Regions from separate parts of the Sus scrofa genome. Here all the other regions are linked to region 1. The links are chromatin contacts, called in public HiChIP or PLAC-seq and promoter capture Hi-C maps. All regions are on one chromosome and are shown on one strand. The core of a region is the stretch at or near the end of the contact, and the rest is flanking DNA. Distances in the headings are between cores, read along the strand shown.

The links. Promoter capture Hi-C pulls out the DNA fragments that hold promoters and counts their contacts. HiChIP or PLAC-seq counts read pairs in DNA pulled down with a chosen protein or histone mark.
Region 2: an H3K27ac HiChIP or PLAC-seq map of alveolar macrophages shows a contact between it and region 1. The contact joins two enhancer-like sites. A contact is called at or near these places in 2 of 5 promoter capture datasets (fetal liver and fetal skeletal muscle) and 2 of 2 datasets of contacts at active chromatin or transcription factors (alveolar macrophages and skeletal muscle).
Region 3: a contact with region 1 is called in a promoter capture Hi-C map of liver, with 7 times the contacts expected there. The contact joins two enhancer-like sites. A contact is called at or near these places in 3 of 5 promoter capture datasets (liver and skeletal muscle), 19 of 47 Hi-C or Micro-C datasets (adipose tissue, blood, embryonic fibroblasts and 8 more) and 2 of 2 datasets of contacts at active chromatin or transcription factors (alveolar macrophages and skeletal muscle).
Region 4: a contact with region 1 is called in an H3K27ac HiChIP or PLAC-seq map of alveolar macrophages. The contact joins two enhancer-like sites. A contact is called at or near these places in 1 of 47 Hi-C or Micro-C datasets (skeletal muscle) and 2 of 2 datasets of contacts at active chromatin or transcription factors (alveolar macrophages and skeletal muscle).

What each region holds. Positions count from the first base shown.
Region 1 is chr13:131,647,799-131,650,985 of Sscrofa11.1, reverse strand. It overlaps LSG1 (large subunit GTPase 1 homolog), which reads left to right. Exons shown (of 16, transcript XM_021070074.1): 2 at 818-1,870. The coding sequence starts at 1,772. Among named protein-coding and RNA genes, the nearest start is that of LSG1, 4.5 kb to the left of the region's middle. Within about 2 kb of position 1,730, at least 79 of the 83 cell types and tissues checked have an H3K27ac peak or open chromatin away from gene starts, as enhancers often do. A contact at or near this core is called in adipose tissue, alveolar macrophages, embryonic fibroblasts and 5 more, where this site is marked.
Region 2 is chr13:132,147,717-132,150,903 of Sscrofa11.1, reverse strand. XXYLT1 (xyloside xylosyltransferase 1) reads left to right here. Exons shown (of 4, transcript XM_021070076.1): 3 at 2,243-2,375. Among named protein-coding and RNA genes, the nearest start is that of XXYLT1, 120 kb to the left of the region's middle. Within about 2 kb of position 1,658, at least 5 of the 83 cell types and tissues checked have an H3K27ac peak or open chromatin away from gene starts, as enhancers often do. A contact at or near this core is called in alveolar macrophages and skeletal muscle, where this site is marked.
Region 3 is chr13:132,092,006-132,095,192 of Sscrofa11.1, reverse strand. The region is part of intron 3 of XXYLT1 (xyloside xylosyltransferase 1); the gene reads left to right. Among named protein-coding and RNA genes, the nearest start is that of XXYLT1, 180 kb to the left of the region's middle. Within about 2 kb of position 1,537, at least 19 of the 83 cell types and tissues checked have an H3K27ac peak or open chromatin away from gene starts, as enhancers often do. A contact at or near this core is called in adipose tissue, embryonic fibroblasts, liver and 4 more, where this site is marked.
Region 4 is chr13:131,909,085-131,912,271 of Sscrofa11.1, reverse strand. No RefSeq gene overlaps it. Among named protein-coding and RNA genes, the nearest start is that of FAM43A, 250 kb to the right of the region's middle. Within about 2 kb of position 1,446, at least 16 of the 83 cell types and tissues checked have an H3K27ac peak or open chromatin away from gene starts, as enhancers often do. A contact at or near this core is called in alveolar macrophages and skeletal muscle, where this site is marked.

The DNA of each region.
Region 1 (3,187 bases), core at 481-2,980:
AACAACAGAAGCCCAAAGCGTGTTTTTTTTTTTCCCTAAGTCTCTGAAGGTGACAAAATCTGGAAAAGGAAATGAAAGCTAAGTCATAAGTTTCTGACTGACATCTAAGAAGGAGAGAGCAGGGGTCTTTATATCATATATTATTATTATTATTATGACTAGACTATACAATGCATTGAATCTTACTTTATGAGTTAGTTTTATGTTTAAATACTTAATTCCAAGACAATGACAGAAATTGCTAATTCTCTTCCATGGGTCTTCTCCGTATCTTACTTGTGGAGATTACATTCAGGTTTTTTAAAGATATACTGTTCCTAGGTTGGGAAATGGGAGAAACCATGTTTTGATGCATTTCTTCTCTCACCTGCGAGCACTGCCTTCCCAAAGCCTTGCCAACTGCTACATGAACTGTCGACAGTCCTTTGGGGGTTTCTCAGAGTTCACTCCAATTCAGCAGAAGTCATTAGTGAGGGGTAGCATACAGTGGGGCTTAGCAAGGATGCAGAGATGAGGGGAGAATGTTGTCCCAGCTCTGTCTGACCCAAACTTGCTGGGACTGACTTTACCCAGTCCACTTCAGGGCTTTCATCTGCACCAGAAGGAAGTGGGCTTCTCTTGCTATTCAGAGTGGCCTTCCACCAGACCAGCATCATCAGCATCACCTTAAAGAGTAGAGTGCCCGCCCCACCCTAGACCTTATCAATCAGAACCGGCACTAATAAGATCCCAAGGGGGCTTCACATGCACATCAAAGTTTGAGAAGAACTGGCCTCTAAAATTCTTGCTAACAGCCCTCGTTCTCCCCTTTCCCCAGGAATGAATAAAATAATGAGACTTGGGTTTGATGCCTGACCCCGAATATTTTCCCTGGCTTGCCAAGCTTCTTCGTCTCTGAGCATCACAACATTGAGGTAATTTTGATTGATGAGGATGGAACTAAATGCCCAGCACCCACACATCTCTAACCGGACTTTTTATATTCTCATCATAGGGAAACCTAACGATAAAATGAGGAACAAAAGTCAGGTGGCAAAGAGTGGAACCCAGCCACAGTTTTCACTTTATATTAATTTACAGGAAAATTTAAATACAATTCTAGGTTTAACTTTTAAACTTTTTTAAAAAGTTACTTGAAAAAAGCATTTAGGTCAAATCCCTTTGGCTTTCCTTGCAACTTTGACAAGCTCTTTCCATTCTGAACTCCCATCCGGGCAGGGACTCTTCTCTCCAAATCGCGGTTCAGAAAAGCTAAGTAAACAAAAAGCTATTTAGTTGCTGGGCGTGAAGGCGGCGAGGCCACACCTTAGAACACGGACAGAAATCTAGCGCCAGGAAGCAACGCCCCCTAGCGCAGCGGGGGGACCCTTCACCCGGGTCCCCTCCTCCTTTGACGAAACAGCCGGGAGGCGGAGCTAGTACCGCGAATATGAACGGCCGCTTTTTTCCACGTCTCCTAGTTTCACACCGGACACTAAAGACCGACGCACAAACTTGGAAGGTACCATCCTTTTGATTTAATCAACGTATCAAAATATGAGATATTGGTAGGAATATACATAGAAATTTAAGTCCCAAGACCACTTTATATTTTTTTCTGTCATAGTGGTAAATAAGTGGCAATTTGAGACAAATTATTATGTTTCCCTTCAACTTCGGGCCTTAATTACTTGGGCTCGCTCATACATCACTTCCGGAGATCGCGCACCTAAATACCGAAAAAACCAGGCGTGGGTCCGGCAAAGAAGGTTGGCGTCCCGGCTGCGCTCTAATGGGTCGGAGGAGAGCGCCAGATGCTGGGTCCCTCGGCCGGGCCCTTATCCGTCAGCAAGTTCAGCGGAGCCGTAGCCATCGTCACACCGACGCCTGGGTAAGACGGACCCTGCCATCTTTTTTAGTCTTTCTGTCTAGTTATGAGAGTGTGAACCCTGCGAAGCTTGGGGTCAGAGGTCACAGTGTAATTTTCCAGAGGAAACGCCAAAGTACTGTTTTGAAGGATGAGTACTGTCGTCCTCCGGTAACTTCAGGTAAACGCCCCCCTCTGCCCCAGCGGCTACCAAAATGCGCAAATACTCAAGTCCCTTAGAGTCGACCAGGCCGTAGTAGCTAGGCACCAGAGGTGGCGTCTAGTGTGATGAGGTTGGAGTGAGATCTTGAATGCCAGGGTAAGAGTTTGGTTTTTGCCCTGTAAACTTTGGAAGCCTGCACAGAAAAGTCGCAAAAACTGCTTTTTGTATTCATTTGTTCAAAGAATTGACCCTGCAAGAGCTGCTGGTTGGTGCCAGAAGTACAAAATAACTGCTTCGCCCCTTTTATTCCCTAGGGGCTTCACTCATAGATGAACGATCTATCTTCAAAATTTGGCGGGCTTAATAGTTCCCTGGGCCTGGGAACGATCATACTTTGGGGATCCTTGAAAACGGGATGAAGCTTGACTTGTGTTCGTCATCTTGGCATTCATTCTCCCACTTATTTGAGAACTCGCTAAGTTCTCAGTAAGAATCTTTGGGGAGTCAAAAATGCCCCTAATTATCCACGTGCACATCACACTAACTTCCATCTGTAATCTGCAGAGTAAACAGCATACAGAGCTCATCAATATGCTCTGGATTTTAGCATATTTATGAGAGAGTCAGAGTTACTCTGGAGTTTATTTATTTTTGCTTGTTTTATTTTTTTGCTTTTTAGGGCTGCACCTGCAGCATATGGAGGTGCCCAGGCTAGGGGTTCAATCAGAGCTGCAGCTGCCAGGATCCAAGCCCCATCTGTGACCTACAGCACAGCTCATGGCATCGCTGCATCCTTAACCCCCTGAGCAAAGCCAGGGAACGATCCACATCTTCGTGGACACTAGTCAGGTTCATTACCTCTTACCCATGCCGGGAACTCCTCGATTTTAGATTACGGATAATTTTAATTGATTTTGAAGCAACTTGTTAATGTACCATTTAAAAAGTAATGGGAAATTCGATAATGAATTCTCATCCTTAGTTCCGGTTTTTGTTGATTCCTTGGTCTTGGACAAACCGCCTAACCTTCTAACCTTCAGTTTTTTCATTTCTTTGTACCTGTACAGAGCATATAGCTTAGGATGGTGTTTATCTTATCACACTGTGGTTTGTGTTTGGAATTCAGTTCAATGGGTGGAAAGTAGGCAGATTTTTCCTGCAGAAGAGAATTAAAGAAA
Region 2 (3,187 bases), core at 409-2,908, 500 kb before region 1:
TGTCTTTAAGGTCACCATCAGGTTCCTTCCCTCTATTCCCAGGGCCACCTCTTGGGAGCAGCAGATGCCCTGAGACTCTGCCCTGTGCCCTGTCTCTCTTCTCCTTCCTGGTTTAGGGCAGCTTTCTGAGAGACAGCCAGGTCACCACGAGGGCTCCCCGACCTCCAGGCTCTCAGGTTATCACCCTTCCTCCTTTCTCGGTGGTTGTGATTGTTGTCTTCCGTGCAGAAGGGAAAGCAGCAATTTTGCTCACATTTATGTGTGGGGTGGGCAATGTGAAGGCTGGCAGCTGGGGCCCCGCTGGCCTGGGCACCCATTCTCCTCCACTCCTCTTCCCACAGGGACCCCGGAAGCCACCTGCTTCCCTCTCACTTGCCTCTGGCCTGGGCAGCTGGATTCTCGCTTACTGGCACTTATTTATTTACTTATTTTTTGCAGAAAACTGATATAGGATGTCAGCTAATGATTTGTTTCTGTGTCACCAAGGAAAACAGAACAGGAACAAATGAGTCAGTTTTTCTTGAATCATAAGCTGTGATTTCTTCATAAACGAATCTAGAGAAAGGTTGTAGAATTCCACAGATGTTCCTGAGTGTTTACTGAATGCCAGGCCCCGCACTATGAGTGGATGGAGGCCAAGATGCCAGAGATGGGGTCCCTGGCTTCAGGGGGCTTCTGTGGGCAGCTGGTCCTGACAGCATTGTGCTCTGTGTGCTGGGTCCACATGAAATGCTGGTGGGGAGCCGAGGGGGGAGCCCAGCCTTCTGGGTGGATGACATGGTATTTCACTGCTCCTTGCCTGCCCCAGTCCCCCTCTTTGTTAAGTCTTCCTTGACTGCCTCAAATTCTAGTGAGTCCCCTACTCTCCAGACCCTGGGTTCCTGTGGTGCCCATAGCTCAGATGAATAAGATGTTCCCACTTGTCATCTAGGATCACAGGCTCACCAGGCACAAGTCTCAGCCGCACATTTTTTTTTTTTTTTTTTTTTTTTTGCTTTTTTAGGGCTGCACCCATGGCATATGAAAGTTCCCAGGCTAGGGGTCCAATCGGAGCTATAGCTGCCGGCCTACACCACAGCCACAGCAATGCCAGATCCGAGCCGTGTCTGTGACCTACACCACAGTTCATGGCAATGCCAGATCCTTAGCCCACTGAGTGAGCCTAGGGATCGAACCTGCAATCTCATCGTTTCTAGTTGGATTCATTTCTGCTGCGCCACGACCAGAACTGCCTCAGCTACACTTTAACAAATGAAACAACTGAGGTTTAGAGAAGGAAGCAATTTCCCTCGAGTCACAGAATCAGTCAGCAGCAAAATCGGAATCTGTACCACATGCTCTGATGCCCAGGCCAGGGCTTCTCTGAGTACCGAGTACTTACCCTCCTTCACCACTGAGCCCCGAGCCGCCCCTCTTCCGCTTCACATCAGCTCTGGGTGCCCCGCTGTTTCTAGTCGCCTGTGTGTTTCTCCCTGAGGGCAGGGCCCCATCCTCCTGTTGTTGGGTCCCCTGATGGCACTGCCAGCCCAGGAGCTCAGACAGGCTGGTTGGGTGAAGAATGGAGAACCAACTCAACATTCTCTCCTCCCTTCTCACCCCTGACTCATCTGGAGGCAGAGGAAGCAAACAACTCTTCGGAGCCGGTAACTGTGAGACTCAGTCTGCCTAATTATAGCTCAGTTAGTCTTTCAGACAGTGGATTAAATATACCTAACAGCATCTGAGGTCTCTTAGCTGGATCTCTCTGGGTCAGCATCCCAGCTCCACGTATATCTAGGTTTGCAGAAATATTAACAAGAACCTGAAGTGACAGCAGTTTTTACTCCCCTTCTCTGTGGGTCATTTACTACCTGCCTCCCCCAACACCTGTATGCTTTGAATTTTAAGTATGGTGTGCAGGTACCGTATCATCTAAATCAGATACTTTTGAGAAGAAATGGTGCTCTCCTGACAAGGACAGTGGCCTAAACTGGGCGACCTGGTTGCCTAGCTTTATAGAAAACACGTGTCTGCATTTGGAAGTAAAGCTACCGGGCCAGTGTTTTCCACGAAGGCTTTTTGTGAATGGGAGGGAGGTTGCTGGTCGATGAAGGGCCTTTGTTTCCAGCAGTGTCTCTGCATTATTTGGTGCCAGCAAGCATAATCTAGAACGCTTTTCTGCACCCTCCTCCTTATCTTCTATCATTGACTGAGCCTCTGAGGATGTGTGTCTATGTCATTGTTGTCCTTTTCTTTCCTCCAGAGATCCTGCGGATAATTCAGCTGGACCTAGACCTAAAGTACAAGACCAACATCCGGGAATTGTTTGAGGAGTTTGACAACTTCCTGCCAGGTGCTGTCATTGGCATAGCAAGGGAGATGCAGCCCGTGTACAGGTATGTGGCAGCAGCTGGCGGGCAGCCTCAGGACACTGCTCCCCCCAGCCACCTCTCCTTCATCCCTGGTTAACTGGGATTGGGAGTCTGCAGTCTTGCCCTGAATATCTCAGGGCCACATTTGTGCTTACTGCTTACGGCTACTAGTATGGGAAGTGGGCTTGCACCAAAATGGTCCATGTTACCTCATTCATGTCGGGGAGTTTGTGACATTTTTTTCTTGTGGAAAGGCCAGCCATTTGGGTTGTTGGTTCTGGATCAACTCAGGATTTTAAAATCTGGGGCTTTGCCTTAACAGAAGAGGTATGAAGATATAGCTTTAACTTGGGAGCTCCTGTCTTGGCTCAGTGGAAGCGAATCCAACTAGTATCCATGAGGACGTGGGTTCAATCCCTGGCTCCCCTCAGTGGGTTAAGGATCCAGCACTGCTGTGAGCTGTGGTGTAGGTCACAGATGCGGCTTGGATCCTGCATTGCTGTGGCTGTGGTGTACGCCAGCGGCTGTACTTCCGATTGGACTCCTAGCCTGGGAACCATCATATGCCACAAGTGTGGCCCTAAAAAAAAAAAAAAAAAGATATAGCTTTAACTTGCCAGTCTGGTGATGAATGAGGTTTCCTTGGCCTCTAAGTCACCAGTAATGCACAGACACTGCTGGAAACAAAGGTCCTCCCTGTATAAGCGGAGGGGATTTGTCAACATCTCCCAGGGAGGGTCCCAGGGAGGGGGAGACAGCACAGCCTCCAGACACAGACTGGCATCGCCTAGTGAAGAGTGTGTTCTCTTGTGAAGCAGTGTTTCCTTGTCAGGTGT
Region 3 (3,187 bases), core at 288-2,787, 440 kb before region 1:
AGGCGCACAGAGTGATTATAGACACCACAGCCACGGATGTGACCAAGGCTGGGAGGCGGGAGGAGAGAAGTACACCGAGGACGCCGCCTCTGGGCTGGGTTTGAATGAAGAGACGTCTCTGGTAGACTTGGGGGGTAAGGACGCTGTGCCCAAGAGGAACAGCAGCACGGCGGGTGGTCATGGCAGGTGGCACATGCGGGGACTCCAGCAGCTCCGGGCTGGGTGTGCACACGGGGCAGGGCTGGGGAGCAGAGGAGGATGTGGTGGGGCAGGGGCTGGATCGTGGGGTCCACGTGTTGTGCCGAGGAGCTGCAGTTCCTTCTCTAGGCAGTGAGGGCGTGATGTCACCCTAATGTCAACGTAGACGACTCTGTAGACCTCTGCCTTCCAGGAGAGGGGTCACACCCCAACCCCATCCTAGCCAAATCATGCTGTCTTGTTATCTGGCTGGTCAAGATGCCGAGCTGTGACGCACTTCCATGTATGCGAACAGGTCGCACTTTCTGAGCAAAACCCCAAGCCGGTTGCTGACCCAAGATTCAGATATGAGTAGGAAACCAGCCCTGTCCACCTGTCCATCAGATGTCCATAGGCTAGGCGGGGAAGGGAGGATGAGTGGGGCTGGACCACTTGTTGTAGAGTGATTATAGCCTGTTGTATGAAGCAGTGGAAGCAAAAGCGATGGGGAGATTCATTCCAAATTCTCCTGGAACCTGCAAGTTCTAGATTCTACCAGACTTTTCTTCTGAACAGTTATTATGGTACTTTATTTAATCTGGCTTCGTTTTTTTGAGTGTAGATAGGGAGACTTTTTTTTGCCCCCCCTTTTCTGAGCCTAGTGATAAACAGATCCCAAATATTACACTTGAAAAACAATTTTTTCTTAAGAGCCTCTATACTGAACAGGATTTCAAATATAATTAGTGCATTTAATTCTTTATCTTGTAGTTCTGTCTTTGCTTAGTTTTACAGGGAAAGGGGCTTGTGGGCCAGTTTATTATTATTATTTTTAAATGGACTTTCCTTCTGACGACTTGGCACATGCAGACTGACAGTTCAATGGTGGCCTTGCTGGGGTGACAGGTGCTTCAACGGTGTGTGTGTGTGTATGCAGACTAGCCTCTGTGGTCGCAAGGCGGGGTGGTGATGGGGGCAGAGCACCGTCTGTCCAGCTACTGCCCTTAGTATCCCCACCCCTGCACCAGGGCCTGCTTCATACGTGTGAAATAGAACAGGTTTATCTCTTTAACTCTCTGCGGTTTATTGTTTCATCTCCCGGGAAGGGAGAAGGAGAGGAAAAAAAATAGTCCTCCTTTAGCAGAAAGCGGGTGTTGTTTGAGAGCCTGACCTCTGTCCCCTGTGTCCTCTGTTCTCTCGGAACATTCCACGTTAATTACACAGTCCACCACTGCCACGGCTTTTCCTTTGGCATCTGCAGCTTTGGAAACCAGATGGATTGTGATTGCAGAGCTGGAAGCAGTGAGAGAGAGAAAGCCACCGCCCTGCAGGGCCGACGGCCTGGAGGCAGCTTGGAGATGGGCAGCCTGAGGGAGAGGCCCAGGGTGGGGTCCCATGAGCTGCGGGTGTTGGGGCTACAGGCAGGAGTGACGCTGCAGGCAACAATCCCCTGCCAATTCTGTCACCAGACACCAGGGCTCCGGTGCTCAGATGCGAAGGGAAAGAATGCATCTTCCCTGGCACCTGGGCTCAGCAACCGGCCAGCCCAGCCCAGTGAGAGGGCAACTCCCAGGGCCTTGCCAAGGTTTGGGCGTGTGTGTGTGTGTGTGTGTGTGTGTGTGTGTGTGAGAATATCGGTAACAAAATCTGCCACATTAACGTTTGTGTAGTCATTGGCATTAATTCCATTCTCAGGGTTGTGCAACCATCACCACTATCTATTTCTGGAATATTTTCATAACCCCAAACAGAAACTCTGTACTGGTTAAGCAATAGCTCCTCACTCCCCTTCCCTCCGCCCCTCGGACCCTCTAGTCCACTTTCTGTCTCTGTGAATTTGCCTGTTCTAGGTGGTTCAGATGCGTGGACTCCCAATATTTGTCTCCTACGCCATTCTTTGTCACCTCCAGGCCCTGGAGCACCCTGTCTGTCCCTCCGCTGCCCCCATGCTGGGCTCCGGGCCTCTCGGTCCTTCCTCCTCATTCTTTGCTGAGGCTGTGCTCCCCACAGGGCCTTTCTTTTTTGAAATCGAAGTACAGCTGATTGACGATATTATATTAGGTTCAGGTGTCTGGCATAGTGATTCAGTATTTTTGCAGATTATACTCCATCATTGGCTATTACAAGATAATGGCTATAATTCCCTGTGCTGTGTACCATATCCTTGCTGCTGATCTCTCTTTCCCTGGGCCCTTTTTGATTCCCCTCAACCAGCCTGCTCTTTCTCTGTCTGGAACATTTGGTTTGAAGCGCCCTTTCAGGTCACGCAGACTGCTCTGTGGGAGCTTATCCGTGTAAGGGTCTTTTCTGCATCTGGGCTCCCCCGATGAACCAGGAGCCCCTGGAGGGGGCGGCAGGACTGGGCAGCGTGGATCTCGGGGCTGTGCTTGTCTAGGTGGGATGTTCCTTGGGGGTTTGTCCCCTGAGGTGTGGTGAGGATGGTATCATTAGAGGGGCTCTGCCTGCCTTTGAACCCAGGCTTCACTTACTCGGTGAGTGGCTTTGCTAAATTCCTTAATGTCTGTAAGGTGCAGGTTCCTCACCTATAAAATGAAGATAATAATAGTGCCTAAGTCACAAGCTCACGACGAGTAAATGAATTCAAGTTAGTGAAGCACCTAGAACATGCTGACATGCGCTGTGTCATACGTGTTGGCCATGATTGTTGTCACCTACGTCACAAAGTCATGAGGAGAAAGTGAGATCATTCATATAAGTTGTTTTAAAAGCGGCTGGCATCTAAAAAGCATTTAGTAAATGTCAGGGACCATTTTGTGTGTGTGCGCATGCGTGCAAGTCTATGTGTATATGTATTTTTACACCAAAGCCAGCTTAGCTCTGAGACCCATCCCGGGGGCTGCCTCTAACTTGAAGTTGCCACTCTTCTGATAAAAGGGGATTGAACCACCTCGGGGGCAGATAAAAACACACCTGCCAGCATCTCCTGTTCTTTTGAAGACAAGAACAGAGAACATGGAAGCGCCAGAAGGTGGATGCTAAGGGAAGGGCT
Region 4 (3,187 bases), core at 197-2,696, 260 kb before region 1:
CATTTCCAAATGAAGCCTGATGAGAGAAAGAAGGAATACTAATACAATCCTATGATTACATAACATGTATTATCTATATATTTTCCCACATACACAGGAGGGAGAAAAACCATTATACTCAGGACCCTGGGGGGTGGAAATTGGGCTGTATTCTTGATTCTTCTGCTACTTGGTTTCCTCTTAGATTTTGCTTCTTCAACTTGGTCCCGCTCAGCTACGGTCGATTGAACAACTAGGCACTTTCATAAACAGGAGCTCCATCAGCTCCTTTTATGCTCTGGTTAGTTTTTCTCTCTAGAGCTTCTTTGCGTCTGTCCAGAGGAACCTGTGAGCTGTCTTCCCATGTCTGTGGTGGGGTGGAGACGTTGCAGGGGGGTTGCCGGACCTGGTAGGGAATTTGACTACATGAGGTCCTGACTCACCTTGATGCCAGACAACTCAGTTCTGAGGAGTTTCGCCTCAGCCATATTAGTCAGGGCTCTTGCAGGTAAACGTGACAGAAACCCAGCTCACACTCGCTTACACACAAAGGAAAACCGTGGGCTCAGGAAACTGGGCAAGATGAGTGGAGTGGACAAGGGGCACCTCTGGATTGAGGACTCAGCGATGTGGTCAGGTCTCTCACCAACACTCAATCACTTTTCTCTCTTTGTGAGTTGTCTTCATTTTTTTTTTTTTTCTACCACAAATAGAAATATTTGGCATGGGGTGGAGGGTGGGGGAAAGAGGAGAGGCAAGGCTGCAGACAAGCCAATTGAATCTACTTCAGTTAGTGGCCCTAGAGGAGAGAGACCTTGCTGTCTACAAGTCCCAGGGGAAGGTTCTCATCAGCTGTCTTAGGCCACATGCCCATATCTGGGACCAACACCATATCCAGGCCAGGTTAGGGCAACAGGGTACTGCCATTGGCAGTCAAATAGAATTCTATAGAAACAGGTCAGGTGGGAAGAGCGGTTAGTAAATGAGGGGGCAATGTTATCAGATGGGGGGGATCAGATACTGTGAGAGATCAAAGCAATAGGAAGCCATTAAAGATATGGTAACAGTCAGTGTCCAGTAACCAGAATAGAGAAAATGTAATAGAAAGAACCAGTTATTAACTAGATAACCCAAGGGTAAAAGGAGACCTCTAAGGTGGGACAGAGGTACAAACTTTAGGAAGCAGCCACTTTCCCCTGGCTGAGGGAGCAAAGGGAACATTTAGAAGCACAGGGAGGAGCCCTGCAGAGCTGGAACTCAGTCTTGGGAGGAGGGAGGGGCCTGTGCCTGGGCCCAGACTCCCAGCAGGGGCGCCAGCTGGCTGTGGACAGTGTCCTTGGGGGGCAGGGTGGGGTGAAACAGGTTCTACAGGAGCTGGAAAAGCTGCAAACTGGAGTCAGCTGCTGCTCCAGTTTGGCCCGGTCTTGGGCCAAGGGAAAAATTGTGCTGGGATGGTGCTCACAGAGACAGGAAGCCCACAGGAAGCAGACGGGGAACAAACAGGAAAGAGCGAGCAGGCTCTCCCGCCTCCAGCCTGTAGACTCCCTCTTGCGCCCCCTATCAGCAGAGCTAACAGCGCCAGCCTGCAAAGCCAAGGGTGAGTATGGAATCCCAGCTCCAGCCCAGCACAGACACAGTGACTTGGTAATTGACCCTGATGTCTTACTGCAGGGGTTCTGGTTGGTGTGGCCTTCAGAGCAGCAGTCTGTCTCCCTCAGGAGGCTGTGGACTTCTGGAGGTCAGGGGCATGACTGATCTATCTGTGTCCTTCTCAGGGTCTGGTACCCTGCCTGGGGGGATCCTGCCCTACTGTGTTCATAATGCTGAAATGTACCGCAGGAGGTCAAGGGGCCAGTGGGTCCTGGGGCAGCTCCAGCCCTGCCTGTCCAGCCTTTACAGTTCCTGTCTGTCTTCCCTCGGACTGTGATTCTAGGCTCTCCCTGGAGTCCTGTGAAGCAGGGATGGGGCATTGAACACTGACTGTGAACACCCCGGGGCAGGCTCTGTGCAGCCTGGTTGGTATGCCCACAACCCTCTTCTCATCCTCACTCACTTTCTGATGAGGTCCCAGCTCCACTTCTAACAAGGTTTGTGGCTTTGGGCAAGTTATTGGACCATCCTGAGCCCCAGTTTCCCCAGAAAGCCCCCTTCAGTCCTTTAATCTCTTCACTAAGAGACAAGCTTGGTCCTCTCCATCCCATGTCCAGCTTCCTTCCTCCAATCCCCCTTCCCCATCATCCTGCTTCTTAAAGGACTGACAATTTCACATCGTATTTAGGCTTTGAAAAGCAGTCAAGACTAGCAAGACAGAGATCTGTGTAGCTCAGAGGAAAGTAAACATTCAGGACAACTGGGACTTGCTGAGCAGGGCTGTGGGACAGCTGCAGGATGAAGCAAGCCCCTGTGGTGTGGCGTGGGGAGCAAAGGAGGAGAGAAGGCAGGAGGGAAAGGGGCTCTGCGTCTACCCTAAGGAAGCAGGAGAATAGGGGGCTCCCAGTGAATTCCAGATCCCTTGAGTGTTTGAGCCCGACCTCTCAGGTGAAGGCCTGAGCCTCCCAGCCTCCAGCTGCTTCCACAGGGGCAACAGTCCCCATGGGGGTAAAGGGCCCATAAAGACTTGGTGTGGCCATGTAGGCAATGGGATTAGGCCAGTGACCGATACAGAGAAAACACGCCAATGACAAAGGGTAGCTCTAGCTGCATTAGAGCCCTGACCACATTCTGGCCTGTGTTAAAGGTTTCTGTGTGTAAGCTTCTCTTTCTCACTAACCTCAAGTTCTTTAAGGTAGAGGCTGTGTCCAATTTTTCTCTGGTGATGTTCTGCCCAAAGAATATGGGGAAGAGGGGTATATCTGGAGACCAAGGTCAAGGCTGGGTGAGGATTAGGAGGGCCTCCTGTGGCAGCGTGGCCCTAGATCACGGCTGTGAGCTGAGGCAGAGGCGTGAGTGGTGGAAGATGGGACATTTCCCAGTGAGGGGCCCTGGCAGGCAGGCAGACAGGATCAAAGCACAGCACCCTCTTTCCCAGCCAGAAGAGAGTTCACCAAAGACCCTGGCACTCCAAGGGGAGGCTAATTGGGTCCTGAGGGCTGACAAGGGTTCCAGGACCCTCTTGGCATCCTTCCGGCCAAAGAGCACCTGCTTCCTTAGGAATTTAATTTCCCTTTATTGAATGCAGCTCTCAGATGAGGCATAGTTTGGGCCATTT